Regions from separate parts of the Gossypium hirsutum genome. Here regions 2, 3, 4 and 5 are each linked to region 1. The links are chromatin contacts, called in public Hi-C maps. All regions are on one chromosome and are shown on one strand. Each heading gives the region's core, a stretch centred on a gene start, on an enhancer-like site or on the middle of the called end of the contact. The rest is flanking DNA. Distances are from core to core; before and after follow the strand shown.

Region 1 (2,666 bases), core at 100-2,599:
TAAAGTTTGATGTTAATGAAAAATATATTTTAAAAAATATTTATAACAAGAAAAGACATTTTTTTGAATCTTATTCCTAAACACACACAAAAAAATGATAATTTTGTCTTGGCAAATTCTTTTTATTTTATATTTTGATTGGAAAATAACTTTACAACTATTGGAATACATTGAAAGATATTAATTAAAATATCGAGAAAGTTACATTATCACGTTTGATTCATTAAGTATTTTCCTAGGAATGTAATGATAATTTATAAATTTATCCTTATTACATAAAATATAATATTTATATATTTAATTTTTATAATGAACTTTACTCTTAACCAATTTTTGGATTAAATAATTAATATTAAAATTTAATTGATACATTTTACATTATTTTTTTCCAAAGCCCCAATGTAACATAATTTACATATTGATAAAAAATAATTTACCTGAATATGACATGTAACTGTTTTGAAATTTGACTTATCACTTGTCTTATCCATTTTACTTTGGAATTGATTATCAATCATTTATTCATTCTTGAAAATCATTCTTGTAAAATTTTCAATCACATACAACACGTCATAATTTAAAGGTAAATTATGTAAAAAGGTTATGCTAAAAACAATGTTAGAGATAAGCTTGAACTTTAATTTTTTTTCCTTTTGCTTGAAAAGATTCATAAATACTATGTTCTCAATTAATGCACAGAAGAAAAGAGAAAAAAAATAGAATTTAATATTTAAACGATATAATATATAGATGATTCCGTTGAATAATTCTTTGAAGTAGTAAAGAATATCAAGTAGCAAGGAGGAGGAATGAGGCAATAGCTTCTTTTTCTTTTTTTTTTCTTTTTTTTTACCTTTATTAATAGATTAATACTCTAAACTAATATAAAATGAGAATAATTACTTGGAAAATGATTGCTTTCTATTACTAAATGTTATCTAAGTGTTAGATAGAATGGTAAGATAAATTACACTCCTTAAGAGATAATGTATATCCAAACCTTGAAAATAAATTAAGAGAAATAGTTACGGGGATCGCGAATGTGGATAATAAAACAAAAATGAAAGATATCAAAAAAATAAAATAATTCAAATGCATTTTATTATTTAATATGAATATATATTTTAAGAATAATATAAATATAATTTAAAATTAATATTGTATGATTTTAATATTTTTTATTGATTATTTAATAAAATATAATTTTAATTTATGTTTTATTGTTTATTCTAAAAATATTTTAATTGTTTCATATTTAAACAAATATTTTAATGGTTTTTTTCTTTTTATTCTAATATCTTGCGGTTGCGTTTAAATTAAAAACGTATAACACCATGGACTCTAAAAGATTCTTATCCCATCTTTCAGTTCACTCAGTTCCAGTAGGGAAGGTGGGCTTGCGCACGAGTTAGTATCAGAGAAGATAGCCCAGCCCACCACCCACGGGCTACGACTTGTTGGCTGTCGCTCTGGTGAAGTCCCAAAAGGATCCGATCTTATCGCTTCCCCTGGTCGGGTTCCCTTGAAGTTTCAATCAGATCAAGACTCAGCCTTGCACCATTTGGCTAACCGAGTTCATGGTATGCCTTTTTCCCTTCAGGTTTTAGGACTCCCCCTTTTTTTTTTGTTATATTATAACTTTGGTGAGTTGTTTGGGCTCTTTACAGAATTGGAACTGCTCTTAATTCATTTATGCTTCGTGCAGAAATTGAAATTTAGTGATTCACAGTGTAGGTTTTCTAAATTGGATCATTGAAAGCTTGAGCTTATAAGAAAGGGCCCAACTATCATGTTTAAGTTCTGACAGGTTCATTCATATCAATTCACTTAAATATGGAGGTTCAAGCAGTTCAATATGGAACTGAAATAATCTATTTCCTAATGTGTAAACAATTCCTTTGTGAAACTGCTCAAGGGATGAATGGATTAATATATTGAGCTGAAAAATACATGATTATATTTGTTACTATTATCACTAGGACTGTCAAGTTACTCTCAAGTTTCAACTGAAACTTTATATCGCCCGTTCTATCAATCCAGTAAATCTCTAATTAGCGCTAAATGAACGTATTTTTGAGTTAGCCAACGAGTCTTATGCTATTTTAGGGCAGCATAGGCTGGTGATAGTTTCTTATGTAGGACTGGGATTAATCTGGATGATGCATAAAGAGTTGCCAAAAAGGAGTAACCATCAAGAGTGAGAATAGATCCTGCTTCTTGTTCTGTTAATTAGTGAGCCCAGTATAACGTTAATGCCATTATAAGCTGGTGGCAGTTCCCTATGTTGGATTGGGATTGATGTGGATGACGCATAAAGAGTTGCCAAAAAGGAGTACACCATCAAAAGAGTGATGAGGGAAGCATATCCTGCTTCTTGTTCTATACGTGAGCTGCCAAGGAATCAGTCCCTTCCTAATGTCATTGGAGTCTAGTATAAATACTTTAAAAAAGAAAAAAAGGAGTCAAGTATAAATTAATGTCATGACTCACAAGAGGATTAACTATCTCCATATAATGGAATAGTTGCATGTGCATGCATACACAGGGTTTAAATGATAATTTTCCTTAGTAATTATCCCATCTGGTGGATTGGATAAAGTACCATCTGGCTACATGGTTATGATAATGGAAGCATTGTCCCCTTTTTAGAATTTGATGCTCTTTTC
Region 2 (2,666 bases), core at 55-2,554, 880 kb after region 1:
GTGCTAATCCTTCCTCTTACGTAACCGACTCCCGAACCCGTTCTTTTATTTCGTGGACCAAAACTAATGATTTTAAAACAAAATGTTTTAAAGGTGATCCAATCACACCTAAAAAGATTGATGGCGACTCCCGTTTTCGTTTTTTAAAATCGATTCCCATTTTCCAAAACTCGATTTGAAAATGGTTTCGACAATGTTTGATTTTATTTTTTTCTTGAGGAATATACTCGATACTCTAGTGACTTAGGAGTTTCAATAGTAAATAAATTCTTCTTACCAAGTCTGAGTTGGAACCGACCTAAACTCTTTAAAATAATTTTAGCTTTAACTCAAAAAGTAATATATAACATAAATATTTTTTAAAAATATTTCTTTTCAATATAAATGAGTTAAATAATAATATTAAAATTAATTTTAAATATTGTTGTAGACATTTGCGGTTATCAAATTCCTAACATCAATTTATTTTATGGATCCAGGAATATATATATATATATATATATTAGTTTTTACCAATGTAAGAATTTACACAACATAAAATATCAGTAATTATAAAAATAATGTTGCACTGCTAGCCAACAAATGGTTGCTTGATACATCTGTATCGAGATAACAATATGCCCAAATCTAAATTTTTGATAAAAAATTGACCTATCGATTGAACCAGTAAACGAGTTGAATAAATTTGAAAAAAAATCAAAAAAGAAAATCTTGCAACAAGTGGGTCATTTATTCAAAATTTGAAGATTTGAAGATTACATGTCATGATCAAGACTAAAAAGAAGCTTGGGTAAATTGCCTTCCCCTTGTGTTAGTGTGACCCCCAAAGCAACAACATTCTAGTTTAAAGTTGCAATAGCCATACCTAAATAATTGCAGAAGAATATGAAGCAATTGGGTTAAAGCTTTGGCCATAGATCATTACTTATGAAGTTTGGAGGAATCACAAACAGAGATGCAGTATGGGATTGATTTGAAAAATGGAGGCATCTCCATTTCTTCTTCTTCTCTTTTTTTTTCTTTTCTTAAACCCTAAATTGGTACTAATATGGCTGTTAAACTGGTGGTAACCGGCCAACTGGAAGATTTTTTGACACCAAGCACACCGTCATGTACCATGTCACTTTGCCGTGAAAAACGGCAAAAAGAACTATTTTGTCACTTTTCCAAAGTTGAGTGACTGAAATGAAATTAATATGACTATTTTGTCAACTATCCCAAAATTTAGTGGTTGTTAGTGCAATTTACCCTTAATAAAAATATAAAAAAATTGATTTAATTAAATTTCAATTTAAACGGATTATAAGTCACTTTTCTGAAGAAGACTGTAGGTGCTGTTGGTTAGATATGAAAGTAAGTATTCCTGGAGGAAAAGGAAAGAAGAATGTGTTTGTAAAATTGGTTTTGCATATTTCCCCCCCTTAAAGACAAAAACATATTTTGTTTGTTGAATTTGAAGGTGGTAGGGAGATGAGTAGAGCAGCGTAAGCAGTTAAAAGGGCAGCCAAGCTAATACCTAAACACCTCTACCCTGGTTCCGTCCGATATAACTCTTCTTATTAAATTAAGTAGAGACTTGATACGCGGTTGAATAGCGTGAGAAGAGACCTACTATTATTCCTTTACGACCGCCATTAACATCCATCTATCTTAGCCATTAAGATCTCTCTAATTCCAATTTTCTTCTTCCCAGGTAAACATTCTCCTTTCTTCTGTATATCTCTCCCCCCTTTTTCTATTTTCTGCTATGTTTTTTATGCCAACCTTCATTCTTGATTCCTGATCTTATATTATTATTATCGTTAATTCAGTTTGGAGTGAGAATAGTACCCAGAAACCAATCATGAGTGAGATGAAAGATAAATTGAAGGGCTTCATGAAGAAAGTCAACACCCAGTTCTCTTCTTCTTCTTCTTCTTCTTCTTCTTCTGGTAAATTCAAGGGCCAAGGTCGAGTCTTGGGTTCCTCTTCTTCTTCTGGACCTGTTAACCCCATCCTTACCCGTCCCTCTCCTACTCCCAACCCTGCCCCTTCTTCCTCCTCATCCAATTCTAAGCCCGTTTTGCCTTCTAAACCACCGGTTTCTGATCAAAACAAGCCCAGTTCCAACTCTAATCCTGAACCAAATCACAAAACGGGAAGTGGGTTTGATCCCTACGACTCATTCATCACTTCTAGTAAGGTATCCAAAAATGGTTTCACTATAAATGTATTCGAGTGTCCGATTTGTGGCGCTTCTTATCGGTCTGAGGAGGAGGTGTCTATACATGTTGAAACTTGTGTCAACAATACCAATTCATTGGATAGAAAAGGAACTGATGATGAATCTGGATCCAATGAGACCGCTTTGGAAGAGTCAAGAGGTGAAGTAGAGGTTCGTGTTAGTTCATTCCTTTCAGGGAAACCAGCAGAAGGCTCGATTGAGGTAGTTCTCAAGTTGTTGAGGAATATAGTTAAGGAACCTGGGAATGACAAGTTTAGGAAGCTTCGAATGAGTAATCCGAAGATAAGGGAGGCAATTGGTGAGGTAGCAGGAGGGGTTGAACTGTTGGAATTTGTTGGATTTGAATTGAAGGAGGAAGGAGGGGAAATGTGGGCAGTCATGGATGTTCCTAAAGAGGAGCAGATTAGTGTGATCAGTAAGGCAATAATGTTGTTGGAACCAG
Region 3 (2,666 bases), core at 126-2,625, 860 kb after region 1:
CACTTCATTAAAACAATCAGATTACGAAGTGATCCGATCACACCTCACAAAAAGGATTGGTGGCGACTCCATTCTCATTTTTCCGTTTTCAAAATCAAAGTCGAACTCATTTTCAAAAAAATGGTTTCGACAAATGTTTTTTGAAAGAAAAAAATAATCCTATAAAATTAAGGGTAAACTATTAAAATAGTCACTTTTGTTTACCTTAGGTTACATTATATTCACTTATGTTTGAAATGTTAAGTTTTAGTCACTTATGTTAATGTATTGTAACATTTTAGTCACCGAGCCGTTAATTACCATTAATGATGTAATGGTAAGCTAACGTGGCATGTTAAATCATCATTTCAAACAAAAATTTCAGGTTAAATTATACAATTGGTCCTCATATTTGTCGTTTTGAGCAATTTAATTTTTTTTCTTTTGTATTCTTTTAACTTTTCTTCTTTTTTTTCATTCTCTTCTACTTCTTCCTCTGTTTTCCTCCCTTCTCCATCTCTTTTAATGTAGTTTTTCTATGTTTTTCATTTGTTAAAACTAAAGGGGAGGAAGAAAAGAAAAAAATTGAAATAAAAAGAAAAATTAAATTGTTTAAAAAAATAAAAGTATAGGGACTAGTTTTAACAAATAGAAAATATAGAAAAACTAAGTTAAAAGAGATAGAGATGGGAGGAAAACAAAAGGAGAAGCAGAAGAGAATAAAAAATAAAGAAAGTTAAAAGAACATAAAAGAAAAAAATTAAATTTGCTCAAAATGAAAAAATATGGGGAACAATTATATAATTTAACCTAATTTTTTTTGTTTGAAATGATGATTTAACGTGCTACGGTAGTTTACCGTTACACCGTTAACGTCAATTAACAGTTCAGTGACTAAAATGTTACACCGTGTTAACGTAAGGGACTAAAAAGTAACATTTCAAACATAAATGAATAAAATGTAATATGAGGTAAACAAAAGTGACTATTTTATTAGTTTGAATTAAAAGTAAATGATATAATACATGACAAAACTTTAAGCTATTTATACGTCAAAAATTAGGTCCTCCACGTAAAAGTAAGTTTATTTTTGTAGATGTTTTGTTTTAAATATATATAAAGATTTAATTGAAATTGGGAAAATCGTAAGTATGAATTAAATCACAACTTTTATTCACCCTGTTGCTTTATATGCATATCTTCTTCTATCATGCTAGTTGTCCTTCTTTACATGCATATCTCACCCCTGAAAATTTGATGGAACGGCTTGAGATGTTGTTACAAGAGGAATCTTTGCACCTTCAGATGTGGACAGAATTTTAAAGCTTCCGCTTAGTATTTCAAACCTTCTAATGGGATGAATAGACTGTCGGTTTATAGGGTGGATGTTAATAGCTTACTGCTGTTCCGAATCTGTCTGTTACGGGGTGTTGGCAAAGCATTTGGAATTGTGACTTGCCTCCTAAGGTGAAACATTTTTGCTGGAGGTGTTTGACAAGTTTTATCAAGTGTGAGGTGTTGCTTGATTGGAAGGGTATCCATGTGAGCGGTACAGGTTGCCAGAGGATATTGAGCATGTACTAGTGCAATTCTGTCTGTGTTGACAATCTTATCTCTCTGGTTTTATAATAGGTTACTTTGATGGGAGATTCGGTGCGCTAGGAATTGACTCCTCACCTCTCTATGGGTATGGTAACACAAAGACTTCAATCATGATCATCTTATTGCTTTTGCTGATAATTTTTTGCAGCTTTCAGGTTCGCCAAGAAGCGGATTTTGTCGCAGAAGGAGCTCCTTGACAGGGCATTTGGATGCTCAGCTTGTTGAATCAATAGCGTTTTGCTTGGATTAAAAACATAGGATTTGAGCTTGACTCCAAAGCAGTGTTAGTGTTAATAGGAGATTGGATTCGGCTGAAAAATCACTTCCTTCTATTATATGTAAATTATTTTGTTATGATGATTCTCCTCACCCGCATTTACATCAATTATAAATCCAAAAGTTTTTGACTTGAATCCAAGTGCTTGTTCATTATCCTGCTTTTTTATTTGAAGTATGGTACACTTGGCAAGTCTTTAAAAGGGCCCAAATCCTTAACCTTTGAACTTGAATTGGGCCTAATCATCCGAATTTCCATGTGTTATTGCTCCTCACACACACTGCCACAACAATCCACCTGTCCCTCCTTTCTCCATTTCTGCCCACCTCCCCCAAGGCAAAGCAAAGAACATTCCTAAACCGCCCAACCCCTAAAGCCACCTCCGCTTCCTTAATATCAGATCTAATCCCCCCAAACTGAGCATGGCGCTAGAATGGGTAGTGCTTGGCTACGCCGCGGGTGCAGAAGCCCTCATGGTTCTCCTCCTCACGCTACCTGGCCTCGACGGTCTCCGTAAGGGCTTGATCGCCGTCACTCGTGGCCTCCTCAAACCCTTCTTGTCGGTGGTCCCGTTTTGCCTCTTCCTACTGGTGGATATTTACTGGAAATACGAGACACGGCCTAGCTGTGAGGGCGATTCTTGTACTCCTTCCGAGCATCTCCATCACCAGAAATCCATCATGAAGAGCCAACGCAACGCGCTTCTCATAGCCGCCGCTCTCCTTTTTTATTGGCTTCTTTATTCTATTACTGGCCTTGTTGTTAAGGTCGAGCAGTTGAATCAGCGCCTTGAGAGGCTTAAAAATCG
Region 4 (2,666 bases), core at 90-2,589, 800 kb after region 1:
ATATATTGAAAGTTTACAAATACAATCAAAATACAAATACGAGGACATATCCCAACAACCACAAAGTGTATGATCACATAATTACAATACAGATAGACTAAAACTGGATTAAAGTGTAGAATTAAATAATTACAACACAAATAGACTAAAATTGATCAACCGAACTAAAACTCACACATGATAATAAAGGGATAAATCTCAAAACGAACTTTGATTCAATGTGTAATGCTATACATAAACTTTGATTTGTGCAATTTTATACATGGAGTATTAATTTAGGAGAAAATATTTGGTACCTTACCAATGGAGTTTTTAGACTCCACAAATAGGGTTACGGGATTGACAAGTGTCCTATAGAAATATAGTAAAATATTAATAAAAAAAAGACACATGACAACTTTTTAAGACTTCTTTTTAATTCAATTTTTACAAATTAATAACATACTTATCGATATGACACCATATTAAGTAGACATTAAGACAAGTAATTATATATCTAATATACAATTAAATTTATGTATTTATTCTTTTAAATTTGTACAATTGGATTAAAAGTAAAGTTTCATGTATACATTTAAATTACAATCAAAGTTCCAAGTGTATAATTACACCAAATCAAAGTTCATATATCAAATTACATATCGAATCAAGATTTATGTGTAGTTTTGAGATTTACCCTTGACAACAAACAACATATGATGGGACTTGGATACACATTAAGTTTGATGGATCTCGAAACTAGATGCTAAGATTTAGAACCTTTGCCTTTACAGACTATATAAAATAATATATATAAGAGATAATATTAAAATATATTAATTTATCAAGAAATGACAAAAAAGAAGAAGTTATCTATATCATATATAAAAAGGTGGATTGAGTTAGCATTATAAGTCAAATTGATAGTATTCAATTGTAAAATTATTAAAATATTTTTATTTTAAAGGAGGCAAGTAATATATTTATAAATATATTTTTATCTTTTTAAAAATAAGACAACTAAAATTATTATTTAAAAATCAAATATAAAACCAATTAATTTATATAAAAATCTCTTACCATTTCACTTATAATCATTTATTAAAATAATTTTATAAATATATTTTTTACTATAAAATATTTTTCACTCATATAACTTTTTTATACAAATATTTAGAACAATTTATGACTCTATTCAAATTCTTAACTGCGAAATAAATATGCGCATCTAACCGACTCTAAGGGCAGAGATAATGAAGTTAATACTAATTAAATTAAGACTTAATTGAAAGATTCTAGTAGTTGTTATAGAATCTAATATAATATTATATATATATATATATATAAAATAAGGTTTTACGAGTGGACCTTTGCGAGGTGTGAGGTGTAGGAGGAGTTGGACTTTCAGGCACTATAAAGTATAAATCTCTCTCTCTATCTAATCATTCCCCTTTTACTGTTTTACTCTTTACAAATTTTCCTCTCCTTTTTCGTGTTTTTACTCTTAATTTTGCTTTTTGTTTTGGATTGTCTCTTCTGAATCAGAGAAAACCCTACCTTTTTTTTTCTCTTTTATTTCTTTGAATTGGAACGATCAAAAGAAGGAATGGGTTCTGAAGGATCGAGGGTTGTTGGTAAGTCTTCGATTTTCGAAGCCCTAGATTTCCCTCATTTTTTTCCCAATTTCCCTCATATTTTTCGATTATCGGTGAAATTTTGTTATTATTGTTCGATTGATGGGGCTTTGAAGGTTATGTTGAATCTCTGGGATTTTTCTTTTTGGGATAATGTTTGGATTTGGTGGAAAAGGGTTTTAGCTTTGATTATTGGTGCTCTTTTGTTTAGTTCGAAGTACTGTTTCGAAATGCTTGAGAATGGATTTGTTGTGCTTGGCTTGATATTCAAGGTGAAACTTTTACGGGCTTTTCTGTTGGAATTTATTACAAGATTTTTATTTTCTTAATGGATTTTATTGCCAGTGTTTGATGGGGCTTCTTTAGAAGTATTAATGATTGAGTTTGTATCCTTGTGTGTGTGTGTGGAGAGATTGAGATATTGTAGGAATGGAATCAGTGTAGCCAGGGTTTAAATTGCTTTTAGATTTAGTCTCTTTTCATTTGCCCTACGGTTTGTAATCTGTAAAATGCTAACGCGAACACAGATTAAAATATGTTTGTTCTTTGTTAACTCCTTATCTTTTTTGCTTTCTTTTATGTAGTGTTCTGAGTTTAAGTTATCTATAGTTCTAGCTGTGGCAAAGCCATTATAATATACTATTATAACTAGTTAGATCTGGCAACACTCTTTCGTGTACCTTATTACAAATAAGGGATATTGATGTTGATTGAGTAAATTCTGGAAAAAAAAGAAGCAATAACCCTTAAACAGGTATTACTTTGTTTTCCATGCCTAGGACTTGTAGTATATGGCAGCTATATATAATGCATGAAATTTTTCCAAAACGGCCAATTTTGACTCTTCATATGGGATGCATATGAAACTGTTGATAAGGTGCTAGCTCTCTTAAAAAGGTATTATGTTACCTTCACCACATTTTTTGACCTTAAAGGTGTACTTGTATGATTCCAAAATCAAGGATTTCTTTTCTCCAACCATCTAATGGCATAGCTTCCAATTATATGATTATTGCTTGTCATTCAGATGTGAACTTTTTCTAGGTATCGATG
Region 5 (2,666 bases), core at 45-2,544, 650 kb after region 1:
ACAATAATAATAAAACTTAAAACAACATGAAATAAAAAATACTAATGTGAGTGGGAAAGAAATCAAACCTAGGACTCAAGGGCAAAACCACTAACATTTAACCATATGACCAAAGAAATTGATTGTATGAAAATAGTAGAAAATTACAACTTAAAGGGAAAACGCATCCAACTGGGTGCTTTCTTGTCAACTGGTAGAAAGCTGCCCAGCTAGACGTGTTTTCACACAGTCTCTCCAAAAATAGCCTATTTCCCTAAAATTTGTTGGCATATATGACTAATTTAGCTTTTTCTTTTTGCTACTTTTTGTTTTTTTTTTAAATTTATTTCGAAAAAAATAAAGTGATATGGCATGTTATTGCCGTAATAGTATTTTTTAATGGATCTAAGTCTTGGAATAATAGATATAACATTTGGAAACTTTAGGTACTAAAGTGAAGCAAATTTAAATTTTTAGGTATCAAAGTGATAATGTGTTATAATTTTGGGGTCAAGTTATGGGTTAATCTAAAAAGATAAATTATTTTTAGGCATAATGATGTATTTAGCCTTTAATGTTTATATTTTTTTGCCAATTTGACCCTTATTCATTTTTTAGCTAAATTTAGTCTTTCACCTTTCAAAAAGTAGTAAAATAATATGTTTATAGAAATATTGATTGGAACATTAATTTTTCAACTATGTTGGTGTGGTAACTTGCGTAACAATTCACGTGTGCTTCATGCTGACATAGCACTATTTATTTTTTTTATGTCAAGTTAATAAACAATTCAAAAATTATAAAAATAATAAAAAATAATAAAACAAGTCAAAATTTAAAAATATAAAAAAACTCATAAAAAATTTAAAAATTAGTATGAAATACATGAGAATTGTCATATTCAAAAATTTGATATTTTAACCAATATTTTTATTTAAAAAAAAAGCAATTTAACTCTTTTTTAAAAAAGTTAATTGTCAATTATGACTGTCATTAAAAAAATTAGAGATCAAATTTAACTCAAAAAAATAAAAATTAAATTGGCAAAAGAATATAAATATTAAGGGACATGCTTATATTTATAAAAGATAAATCACATTATTTTATGATTGTAGTCCTACTGCATTTTAAACCCAAAAGAATGAAAACATTCCTTTAACCCAATTTTCAAAATAATAATTGATATAATTGGTGATAATAAGGTAATAAAAAATTTATAACACATAATTATGTATAACCATAATAAAAACCTTTCACATGTCCTGTTTCTTTCTACTAATGTTTTGATTTTAAGTGGTATGGGTGGGCGGAAAGAAAATAAAATAAAAATATGAAAAGTCTCGCATGGTGGGGCAGTTAATATTAGTATCCACAAAATCAACATACATATCTTCTTCTTTTTTTTAATTTGGTTATATATTATTATAATTTTATATCAACTTTTAGGTATTAATAATTTCTTTTATGTTTATATATATATTTTTTAATTTAAATAATGTATTCAAAGTTTATACTATTTTAAATGATTGACTTTTTTTTTTTTCGTCTGATGGGTTTATTTCCAACAATCATTTTCACTTTAAAAGTAAAAAAAAAAAGTTGATATTATATATTTTTTTTGGTTCACAAAAAAGAAGATGCTTATCCAACTCACTTTTGTTGCCTGAAAAAACATATGTTCTTTTTTGGTGCTCCCAAGGCCAAACCTCACCAATTACAAAATTTTCCAGATCAATTACAAAATTGATATTATATATTTTAATCCGATTTAATGCTTATACCTTATATAAAATCAATATTTAAAAAAAACCTTTTATATTTCAAACATAATTTTTAACTACTATTTTTTTAAAATTTTTTAAAATAATGTTTAAATATTTTAAACCAATATTAACTTTATTTCAAAAATACTAATAAGTTTGTGTTAATAATGTAATATTTTTATTCCAAAATTACTTCCTACTTCAAAAAAAATGTTGTTTTTTTTATAAAGAAATTAACTTGAAGTCTAAAAAGTATTTTAAAATAATTTTAACTAAATTACTAATATATATATAATGTTAATACTTCCTAAATTACAATATTACTGTTCAAAAGATTAATTTAATTATTTTACAAATGCATTACACTGTTAAACGTATAATTCTGTTTAAAAATATATGCAATCACTATTAAATGCTTTTTAAAAAATTATAAACCCCGGATTATTATTTGTATATGTAAGTTTAAAATTAGTTTTTAATCGGGCACATTTTATTTGATTTCATTTAAAAAAATAAATATTTCTATTTAAGTTTTTGAGGGTTAATTTTAACATACATATTTAAATTATGATTTGAATTCTCTAATTAAGTCATAGTAAGTAATTGCGTTTTATCAATAAGGTGATTCCGTCAACCTAACTATTAGCTTTAGTATTAAATACAAGCTCAAATTTGAAGTGGGTCATATTTAAAAACACATGTATGTATTAGACAATTTACATATACAATTCTTAAAAAAAAAAAAACCTCTGTTTTTCATATATTAAAGTTCTCATGTGATAGACACATATTTACGAAAATATTTTATTAACATTTTGGAATAATGTGAAAGAAGAGAAGAGGATTGAGTTCATTTTTCTTTGATGCTAAAGTCAAAAAGATGATTGTAAAAACATTGTGGTGTTGTTGAGCAAAATGGAGAGA

What was found. Hi-C and Micro-C count contacts between places; a contact is called where the count stands out from the background.
Region 2: a Hi-C map of leaf shows a contact between it and region 1, with 2.2 times the contacts expected there. The contact joins the promoter of LOC107887607 here to the promoter of LOC107886326 in region 1.
Region 3: a Hi-C map of leaf shows a contact between it and region 1, with 2.5 times the contacts expected there. The contact joins the promoter of LOC107886282 here to the promoter of LOC107886326 in region 1. A contact is called at or near these places in 3 of 34 Hi-C or Micro-C datasets (hypocotyl and leaf).
Region 4: a contact with region 1 is called in a Hi-C map of leaf, with 5 times the contacts expected there. The contact joins the promoter of LOC107886278 here to the promoter of LOC107886326 in region 1. A contact is called at or near these places in 7 of 34 Hi-C or Micro-C datasets (callus, hypocotyl, leaf and 1 more).
Region 5: a contact with region 1 is called in a Hi-C map of leaf, with 2.9 times the contacts expected there. The contact joins the enhancer-like site here to the promoter of LOC107886326 in region 1. A contact is called at or near these places in 2 of 34 Hi-C or Micro-C datasets (both in leaf).

The regions. Positions count from the first base shown.
Region 1 is chrA03:86,033,165-86,035,830 of Gossypium_hirsutum_v2.1, forward strand. It overlaps LOC107886326, which reads left to right and starts at 1,350. Exons shown (of 5, transcript XR_005913943.1): 1 at 1,350-1,580.
Region 2 is chrA03:86,917,248-86,919,913 of Gossypium_hirsutum_v2.1, forward strand. It overlaps LOC107887607 (plant UBX domain-containing protein 2), which reads left to right and starts at 1,305. Exons shown (of 4, transcript XM_041097832.1): 1 at 1,305-1,693; 2 at 1,812-2,666. The coding sequence starts at 1,844.
Region 3 is chrA03:86,896,394-86,899,059 of Gossypium_hirsutum_v2.1, forward strand. LOC107886282 reads left to right here and starts at 1,376. Exons shown (of 5, transcript XR_005916358.1): 1 at 1,376-1,666; 2 at 1,730-2,666.
Region 4 is chrA03:86,828,414-86,831,079 of Gossypium_hirsutum_v2.1, forward strand. It overlaps LOC107886278 (ubiquitin-conjugating enzyme E2 variant 1A), which reads left to right and starts at 1,340. Exons shown (of 5, transcript XM_041097801.1): 1 at 1,340-1,613. The coding sequence starts at 1,586.
Region 5 is chrA03:86,681,662-86,684,327 of Gossypium_hirsutum_v2.1, forward strand. No RefSeq gene overlaps it. Among protein-coding and RNA genes, the nearest start is that of LOC107886277, 13 kb to the right of the region's middle. Within about 2 kb of position 1,295, at least 1 of the 9 cell types and tissues checked has an H3K27ac peak or open chromatin away from gene starts, as enhancers often do. A contact at or near this core is called in leaf, where this site is marked.